2 separate regions of the Mus musculus genome follow, and region 1 is linked to region 2. The links are chromatin contacts, called in public promoter capture Hi-C maps. All regions are on one chromosome and are shown on one strand. Each heading gives the region's core, a stretch centred on a gene start, on an enhancer-like site or on the middle of the called end of the contact. The rest is flanking DNA. Distances are from core to core; before and after follow the strand shown. Region 1 holds the start of Ptges3l (prostaglandin E synthase 3 like). Region 2 holds the start of Tubg2 (tubulin, gamma 2).

Region 1 (4,856 bases), core at 1,354-3,853, 270 kb after region 2:
TAATCTACATGCTTTTAATGTCAGCAACAAATAAAAAAAATTACAAATGTCAATAGCCAGTCAATATAATTTTTAAGAATTATTTATTTTATCTTATGTGTATGAATGTTTTGCCTGAATGTATCTGTGTGTACCATGTGCCCATGAAGACAGAAGAAGGTGTTAGCTCTCTTCGAACTCAAGTTACAGATGGTTGTGGGCCACCACAGTGGGAACTGCCCATTGAACTTAGGTTCTACAAGAGCAACCAGTGCTCTTAACAGTCATATGTCCAGAATAATTTTTAACTGTGAAAAAAAACCCTACTAAATAAATGTAAAATCAAGATTCAGTTAGCAGATGGCCAACTTTCAGCTTTTAGAGGAGTAGCTGCTATCAAAGGGTCTTAAGTGTGAGAAAGACAAAGTCAAGGTTATGTTTAACAGAGCCCACTGAAAGCGATGGAAAGAGTGGCTAAGAAATGAGACAGAAGGGCTGGAGAGATGGCTCAGCGGTTAAGAGCACTGGCTGCTCTTTTGAAGGTCCTGAGTTCAATTCCCCGTAACCACATGGTGGTTCACAACCATCTGTAATGAGATCAGATGCCCTCTTCTGGTGTTTATGAAGACAGCTACAGTGTACTCATATAAATAAAATAAATCTTTAAAACAAACAAACAAAAAAGAAATGAGACAGAAAATAGGCAACGATAATAATACCTGTAATGTCATACACATGCTTGCAATATCAATGTTCAGGAGGCTGAGGCAGAGGGATGGCAAGTTCAAGGCCAGCCTGAGCAACAACAAAAGAGCTTGACTCAAAAACAAAAGCGAACAGACAAAAACCTACTTCCCCCAACAAACCCTGGTGGTTGCTGTCTAGACTAGGAGGAAATATATAGATTTCAGAATAAATAGAATATCAAATACACACGACCCAGAGGACTCCCTAAAATAGTGACTGGAAAGAAGCCAAACACAGCTCCAGATATAACTCTGATGCTTGGGTGCACAGAGAGAATGCTCAGATGAAGGGAGAGCACAGGAGTAGACCACTCCTGCACACACACTCACCTTTATATCCTCCTTTGTGAGCCTAGGCCAGGCCACCTTCTCCTTCCATTTCCTCACAAAGCAAGTAATGGAGCGACCAGAACGCTTATCCTGGGAGTCCTGTCAGACAGATAGCCTTATTTTTAGGATAAACTTCCAGTCTCCTTGCTTGGCCAGCCTTTCTTGTTCAGATATGACTATCCTTACCCTGCCCTCACCTTGGAGTTCACCTTGGCATAGAATTCAATCTCGTTATACAGCTCCACTCCATCACCATTCCTGCAGCTAAAGTTACAGTAAAGAGACATAGGAAGTGACAGGATAAGTTCTTGAGACACCAGGAGGATAGGAACGGTTCTTGAGACCCCAGGCCAGTCCACAGGGGAAGACTACTACCTGAACACGACGCGGTGGTCCTCAATGAGCACACTGACGTCGGTGCTGTCCTCAACGCAAAACTCCATGAAAACATATTTGGGTCTGTCGTACCACAGAGTCCGGGCAGGCTGCCTGAAGAGGTTGGAGGTGGGGCTTGGTAGGGGTGGGCAAGACTGAAGGCAATATGGAAAGGTGGAGGGAGGAGACAGTAGAGTCGTACGTGGTGCCACTGAACCAGACAGAGGGGAGTAGTGGGAGTGGGCAGAGGTGGCGAGAATAAACCCAGAGAGCCAAGGGAAGTAAGGAGTTAGAAAATACGTTCAGATCTCACCACCCCCTCTCACCCACAGTCACAGAGACGTGGAGTCTGGGGTGCTGGTGGGCAGACTCAGCGGCTTCTACAAATGTGGGAGAGGAAATCTGCAGGAAAACGGACAGGGGAATATGTAGGACCTGTATGATGGCGGCCTGAAACTCACCGTTCCATGGTGACTCCAGCTGCCCCGTGGCTTTTGGAGTCCCAAGAAAAGGCCTCTATCTTTAGATTCTAGGAGGCTCCTAGCAGCTGCCTCTCCTTATATGGTAGGAGGAAGGGTTGCGAGGGAGGGAAAGAAAGTTGGCTTGACAGCAAGAGTGATTTGGACTCCAGAAGGACACCGGGAGCGTTTTCTACATCTCGGGGTCTCCAGAAATAAACATATCAGAAATACAATATCTACTCTCTATCCAGGGAAAGGGCTACTCTAGCCCCTATATGCAGGAAGTTACTTGTTCTCGGTTTCATTCACTTGTTCCTCCAACTCAAAGTGTCTAATTCACAAAATGCATTAAAGTCCCGAGGGGGCGGGCCCTCCCGAGATTGGAGGAGTGCAAGACCCGCCCACCACTCGTCCAGGCTTCCCTGCCAGAGCCCGTTGCCATGGCAGCAAGGGGGCGCCACTGACGTGCGGGCGGCGTTTCCGGGAAGATGGCGACGGTGGAAGTGGCTACGGAGCTAGGAACTGTGGTGACCGCTGTCGGGCCTAAGGCGAAGGACGAGGAAGAAGAAGAAGAGGAGGAGGAGTCGCTGCCACCATGCGAGACTGTGCGCTGGGCTCCCGTGGGGGCAGTGGCCGAGGCCGGTCCTGGGGCGGCGACGTTCTCGGAGGCGGCGGCAGCCGAAGAGCCTGGAGCGGCTCCGGGCTCTCCATCCGACGCGACTGTCCGCACGCTGAGGCGGCTGGAAGCCGAGCGGCGGCAGCTGGATTCGGCCCTGCTCGCGCTGTCCTCGCACTTCGCGCAGGTGCAGTTCCGTCTGCGCCAGGTAGTGCGCGGGGCGCCGGCGGAGCAGCAGCGTCTCCTGCGCGAGCTCGAAGACTTTGCCTTCCGCGGCTGTCCTCACGTCCTGGGTTACGAGGGGCTGGCAGACCCTTGTGGCGGTGACGAAAGCGATGTGCTGCCGGGGGACCGGCCACGGGTGCGGGGTGAGGACCAGGTGAGTGTCTGCCGCTAGTTCCGGATGCGGATGAAGATGATGCAGGCGGGGAGTTTGTGGGTGGTGATGCTGACACGGACCGAGGTAGAAAGGGTGAGGAGCGACCGAGCTGGAAGTACTATAGGCACGTGTATGCAAGATAGAGAGAAGAGTCAGGAAGATGCAGAAAGACATATGGCGAGCCTTAAAGAGTATTGAAAAGGCAGTTGGTAATGGAAGCCGTGCTGCCTCTGTCGACTTTGAGGTACTTGAGTGTGTATTTGTGTCACTCTCTCTACCCTGAAGTATATACCCTGAGCACTTATTGATAGAATGAACATTGGGAACGGGAGAAGTGTTAAGTGAAAGGGAAGTGAATTGGAATCCATGGAAATTGAAATTAATGCCCCGTGCTTTTTTTGGCATATAGATAGGCTGTGATCTTTATGCTGTCTTATCTCAGTGACGGCTTTGGTGAACAGACACCATCCCTTGGCAGTGGAAAGAAACACACCTGACTATAAGGATGTCCTGACAGTGTTTTCAGACTGCTCTGCCATCCTGGTTAATAACGGGGTTCTCTGAACGGGGCCTTCTGACTGACCAGTGCGTTCTTCAGTACACCGAAGAAGCAAGGAAATTCTGTAAACCACAACGCGGGAAGATTCCTTACAAACTTTGAACGTCTGGAAGCTGGAAGTTTTGAGACAGGCCGCCTTTTCCGCTTCCTGTTGTGCAGATTGCAGTCCACATGTGGCTTTCTTCCCACTCAAAATGGTTTAGCCAAGAAAACTTATTGGTAGGAGATAGTGACTTATGCTGATCTGAAGTGTTTCCAGTTCCTTCCTTCTCATACCCATATACCCTTGCACAAGGAGCAGTCAACCACAAGTCAACAGACTTAAAAAGTGGCCAGGCCCTGTCCAGTATTGAATGCCATGGAAGGTCCTGGGCAGAGATGGTACTGTCTCTATTTTTTATTGTCACTTTCAGAAAAAATTGTCAAGGTAATGACATAAAAAAATTGTCCTCGCTCTGCCAATTAAGCAGCTGTATTGTTAAGTACATTCTTTGGGCAAAATGATATATTTTTTCTGCTTTGGGGGGGGCAAAGGGAACAGTCTTGGGGGTGGCACCCAGGAAGTTGCATGTTGTAGACAAGCACTCTGTCACCAATTAAGCTATGTCCTCAGCTCTTGAAAATTATTATTATTGATTTTTTTTAAAAGACAGGCTCTCTGACCCAGAACTTGCTATAGAATCATCTTGAAGTTTTTTTGGGTTTTAGTGTGTGTGTGTGTGTGTGTGTGTGTGTGTGTAGGAGCACAGTGCTGGTGTCACAGCCTACTTGTGGAGGTCAGAGGACAGCTTTTAGGAGTTAGTTCTCTCCTTAGAATGTGAGTTCGAGACATCAAGCACAAGCCATCAGGCTTGGTGTTCCTAACCTTGAATTTCTCCTCATCCCACCTCCATCTTCTGGATACTGAGATTATAGGCAGGTGGACCAACCGGAGTTAGTCAGTGCTTGGGTTTGAACCCAGAACCTAGTACACTCGAGGCAGGCACACTACCAAGTTAGCTATCTCACCAGTCTCTCCCAATTACCTTCAACTTTATCTCAATGTGTACTGGACATTAAACATATTATTTCCTGCCTTGCCCCAGAACTTATTTGGTCTTGCTGATAAACTTGTTTGATTAATTCCAGCAAATATGCTGTAACGATGACAGCGAGTGACAGACTTGGCAGGTGTAGTCATGGAAACAAATCAGGATTTATAGCTGGTTTCTTTCTTCATTGGCTTCACAAAGGAATGACAAAGATAGACTATGTTTTTGTTTCTTTCTCTTTTGGGTAGTTAGACAATTTCCTCCAGTTCATTATTTGGAGTTTGTTGTTCTATACCTAATTTAGTTCAAAAAACATAAAAGAAATATGTAATGAGGTCTGGAGAGATGGTTCAGTGGATCAGAGCAGGCTGCTCTTGCAG
Region 2 (4,693 bases), core at 143-2,642:
TTTATTCATTATATGTCTTAAGTACACTGTAGCTGTCTTCAGACACACCAGAAGAGGGTGTCAGATCTTGTTATGGATGGTTGTGAGCCACCATGTGGTTGCTGGGATTTGAACTCAGGACCTTCAGAAGAGCAGTCAGTGCTCTTAACCACTGAGCCATCTCTCCAGCCCCTATATTTTCATTTTTATTGGTTATTTTATTGACATTTCAAATGTTATCCCCCCTCCCAGTTTCCCCTCCACAAACTCCCTATCCCCTTTCCTCTTCCCCCTGCCTCTATGAGGGTGCTCCCCCACCCACCTACCCACTCCTGCCTCAGCACTCTGTCATTCCCCTACCCTGGACCATTGAGCCTCCACAGGACCAAGGGGCTCCCCTCCCATTGATGTATAACAAGGCCATCCTCTGCTACATATCCAGCTATGCCATGGGTCCCCCAATGTGTTCTCTTTGGTTAGTGATTTAGTCCTTGGGAGCTTTGGGGGAGGGGGTTCTGTTTGGTTGATACTGTTGTTCTTCCTATGGGGCTGCAAATCCCTTCAGCCTCCTTCAGTCCTTGCCCTGATTTCTCCACTGGGGTCCCCGAACTTAAACCAGTGTCTGGACGTACTTTCTAATTACATTTATTTATTTATTCCTTGCAGGTTTGCATACTCCAAGAGTACGCATATAGAGAGGTCAAAGGATAATCCAGGAGTTCGTTCTTGATTCCTTATTTCCACCATGAGGACCCTGCAATCAAACTCCGATGTGGTCAGGCTTGGCAGTAAGGGCCTTTATGACACCTGCCAGCCTGAGATGACTTATTTTATTACCCAGGGTCTCACTATGTAGCTCCAGCTGGCCTGATATTCACTAAACAGGATGACCTAGAACTCACAGAGATCTGCCTCCCACTGTCTCCCAAGTGCTGGGGATTAAAGGCACGAGCCACCACACCTGGTCCCAGCTGACAAACTTTGTATTTTTCATAGTGTAAGAATATGAAAATAGCTGAACGCTTTTAATCCCAGCACTCGGGAGGCTGAGGTAGGCAGATCTATGAGTTTGAGGCAGTCTGGTCTATAGAGTGAGTTCCAGGACAGACAAGGCTACACAGAGAAACCTGTCTTGAAAAACCAAAAAGAAAAAAAAAAAAAGAATATATGTAAACACACATACATGTACACCCACATATAGTAGCACTTCCCTTGCATGCTCACTTGAAAAGAGTTGGCTTAAATGTAGCCCCTCAATTTAGCATATCCGGCAGGTGTAGGCAGGTGACTCCCACACTTGGTGCATCCACCTGGCCACTTCTCCCTTCCCTCCCCCACACCCCTGGGGATCCTCGGCTGGCCAAATGTTACCGTGCGCAAGCGCACATAGTGACAGGAAGCGTGGCCTCGCTCTGCGCCTGTGCTGAATTCCAGCTGCAATTGCTAAGAGAGAAAATGATGCCCAGGATGGGCTCTGCCGCCCGCCGGCTGCGGAGAGGCCCACACTGCACACGCGCAGACCCAGCGCCCGCGTCAAAACATCAGTCGACAGCGCGTTCCCCATGTCCTGCGCCTCCGGCTGGCAGGAGTTCCTCTCAGTCGTGACCCCCGCCGCCAGGCCGGGGCGGACGAGCTAGGTCTGATCGGCGATGCCCCGGGAGATCATCACCCTGCAGCTGGGCCAGTGCGGCAACCAGAGTGAGCAAGCGACCACGGTGCCCCGCTTCTATCCCTCTGGTTCAATCCCTCAGGCTGCACTCAAGTGCCTGGTACCCATCAATCCCCTTTGTCCTTCCCATGATCCACCTTTTCTATTGCGCATGATGATCCAGGCAAGAGCTGCCTCCTTAGCCCTGGGCTGTGACAACTTCCAGACCCAGGTGTCTTGGGTCACCTTCTGGAATGTAATAGCCTCTGAGCCTGGGCTCCTCAGGCCTTAAAGCTGTAGCAGACTTGGGCCTCTTCCTCCTCCCCCAGTTGGGTTCGAGTTCTGGAAACAGCTGTGTGCTGAACATGGAATCAGCCCCGAGGGCATCGTAGAGGAGTTCGCCACCGAGGGCACTGACCGAAAGGATGTCTTTTTCTACCAGGTGCCCCCCGCCCCTCCCCCCCAGTGACTTGACCAGGACCATGGGGACCTGAAGGGACTGGCAGCGCGATCTGGTGCTGGGAAACTCTCTGAGTGGATGGATGGGAACAGAGTGGCTATCTTAAGGGAGGGCCTGCAGGAGCCAGAGTTGGGAGGCTTCAGGACTTGACCCATCCTGGCTTACCTCTGACAGGCAGATGATGAGCACTACATCCCCCGGGCTGTGCTGCTGGACCTGGAGCCCCGGGTGATCCATTCCATCCTCAACTCCTCCTATGCTAAGCTCTACAACCCGGAGAACATCTACCTGTCGGAGCATGGCGGAGGAGCTGGCAACAACTGGGGCAGAGGATTCTCCCAGGTGTCACTCCTAGAGTTCCTTGGTAATCCTAGCCTAGGATAAGGAAAGGCTCAAGCCAGTCTGGGGATCCGTCCAGGTTAGACTTGCAAGAAATAAAGAGACGGGGGCTGGTGAGATGGCTCAGTGGGTAGGAGCACCCGACTGCTCTTCTGAAGGTCCAGAGTTCAAATCCCAGCAACCACATGGTGGCTCACAACCATCCCTAACAAGATCTGACTCCCTCTTCTGGTGTGTCTGAAGACAGCTACAGTGTATTTACATATAATAATAAATAAATCTTTAAAAAAAAAAAAAAAAAAAAAAAAAAAAGAAAGAAATAAAGAGACAAATGGGTATGTTGAGAGGAGGGACTGCTAGGGAAGGTTATGTAAATTTTATGCAAATCGTTCACAAAGTAGCATTTCTGGGTTGAGAGAGATTCTGGTTGGGAAGCTCAGTTTCAGGATGGCAACGGAGACAATGGGTGGAGATCTTGGTGCTGAGAAGAAAGAACCTTTGGTCTGACTTTCCCTTCCCCATGTCTACATACAGGGTGAGAAAATTCACGAGGACATCTTTGACATTATAGACCGAGAAGCAGATGGAAGTGACAGTCTAGAGGTGAGGATCTTCAACAGTGAAGCATGCTGGGGGGAAAGATCAGGCATGATTCAATCACGTGAAACATTCAACTCCGCATTCATTTGGGGACATCATATAGAGCGCATTAAGGTGACTAAGCCACTGCCTTGGGAAATCAGAATCTCAGTGCTGTCCGTTATTAAGCTTCTCTTGGGTCTCTGAGTCTTTCCAAGGAGCCTCAGAGACAAGGCTGAAGTCTCTGAGATACCTGGCCACTATCTTTCTCTCTCTCTCTATTCAGGGATTTGTGCTATGTCACTCCATTGCTGGGGGGACAGGTTCTGGTCTGGGCTCCTACCTCTTAGAGCGACTGAACGACAGGTAAGCCTGTGTTTAAGGAGAGATCATTAGTCTTGACTCTTTGGGCTGGTTTACATTGTTGTTTATTTTGGGAGAGGCATACCTGTCGATGCATACAAGTGGAAGTCAGAGGACAGTGTGCTTGGGTTGGTTCTCTTTCACCTTGCGGAGCTCAGGAACCACTGAGGTCATTAAGAGTGGTGGCAGGCATCTTTACCTTACCCACTGAGTCACCTTACTGTAGTGAGAATTTGGGTTTCTTTTAAAACTCAGTTATATTCCATGAATAGTTTTGTTTTAATCCCAGGTGTGAGCTAAGAGGCTGCTTCACAGCGGGTGGTTGTGATTTGCCTCCTGCACTAGCAGGGGCATGATCTTTGCCATCTGCAGATAGTTTGGTTCTGAGGAATCTGGAGAGAGAGTAAATGCCAGAGGCCTGAGAGGGAGGGGCAGGGATCCCCGAGGGGAGGCTGCTACTCCCCTCCCCAAGCCCCCATGGTTCTGGTTGCTGTTGTTGGTTGACAAGAAGCTGGAGATAACCCTGACATGACGATTGACCTGGCCTCAAGAAACTCAACAACCCTAATCAGCAGGAAGTAGTCTAAAGAGGGCTATGCCCCCTTTTCCCTCTAGATTTCTTTCTCCCCATCTAGTGTTGGGGCATTGGGAGGGATCAGGGTGGAATAAAGATTGGAAGGGAAGTAGAGGTAAAAAATAAATAAATAAATAAAATAGCCAATACATACATATATACATATATACATATGCACGCCCATGCCAACACCTCACCAGTCAATAAGAAGACAGTTTTGATGAGTTATTTACTCATCAAGCTGTCCTGCTGGCTTGTCTGGAAGGGACTGTCTTGATTGCTAATTGATACAGGAAGACCTGGCCTGTTGTAGGCGGCACTATTCCCTAGGCAGGAATTCCTGCACAGCATAAAAGAGCCAGCCAGCAGGCAAGGATCCACACGTTTATCCCCTCTGCCCTTGACTGTGGACATCCTGCTTTAACTTCCCAGAAAGAATGCGTTGTAACCTGGAACTGAAAGCCAAATAAGCCCTTTCCTCCTCAGCTTTTGGCTGAGGTATTTGTCACAGTAACAGGAACTAAAGCAGAATTCCCAGATAATCTCTTTTCATGCTCTCTCTTCTTTGCCCTTAGGTACCCCAAGAAATTGGTGCAGACATACTCAGTGTTTCCCAACCAGGACGAGATGAGTGATGTAGTGGTCCAGCCCTACAACTCCCTCCTCACACTAAAGAGGCTGACCCAGAATGCGGACTGCGTGGTGAGCAAAGGAAGACTGAGCCAGGACTTAGCTCACCTTCTGAGACTTC

Evidence for each region. Capture Hi-C pulls out chosen DNA fragments and counts their contacts.
Region 1: a promoter capture Hi-C map of pancreatic islet shows a contact between it and region 2. The contact joins the promoter of Ptges3l here to the promoter of Tubg2 in region 2. A contact is called at or near these places in 2 of 39 promoter capture datasets (cranial neural crest and liver), 1 of 115 datasets of contacts at active chromatin or transcription factors (bone marrow-derived macrophages) and 3 of 9 other capture datasets (adipose tissue, embryonic stem cells and pancreatic islet).

The regions. Positions count from the first base shown.
Region 1 is chr11:101,422,725-101,427,580 of GRCm38.p6, forward strand. Ptges3l (prostaglandin E synthase 3 like) reads right to left here and starts at 2,604. Exons shown (of 7, transcript NM_001357574.1): 1 at 1,892-2,604; 2 at 1,431-1,544; 3 at 1,253-1,319; 4 at 1,056-1,154. The coding sequence starts at 1,899. Rundc1 (RUN domain containing 1) reads left to right here and starts at 2,361. Exons shown (of 5, transcript NM_172566.4): 1 at 2,361-2,886. The coding sequence starts at 2,380.
Region 2 is chr11:101,154,492-101,159,184 of GRCm38.p6, forward strand. Tubg2 (tubulin, gamma 2) reads left to right here and starts at 1,393. Exons shown (of 11, transcript NM_134028.2): 1 at 1,393-1,677; 2 at 1,957-2,069; 3 at 2,262-2,429; 4 at 2,961-3,029; 5 at 3,292-3,371; 6 at 4,518-4,644. The coding sequence starts at 1,629.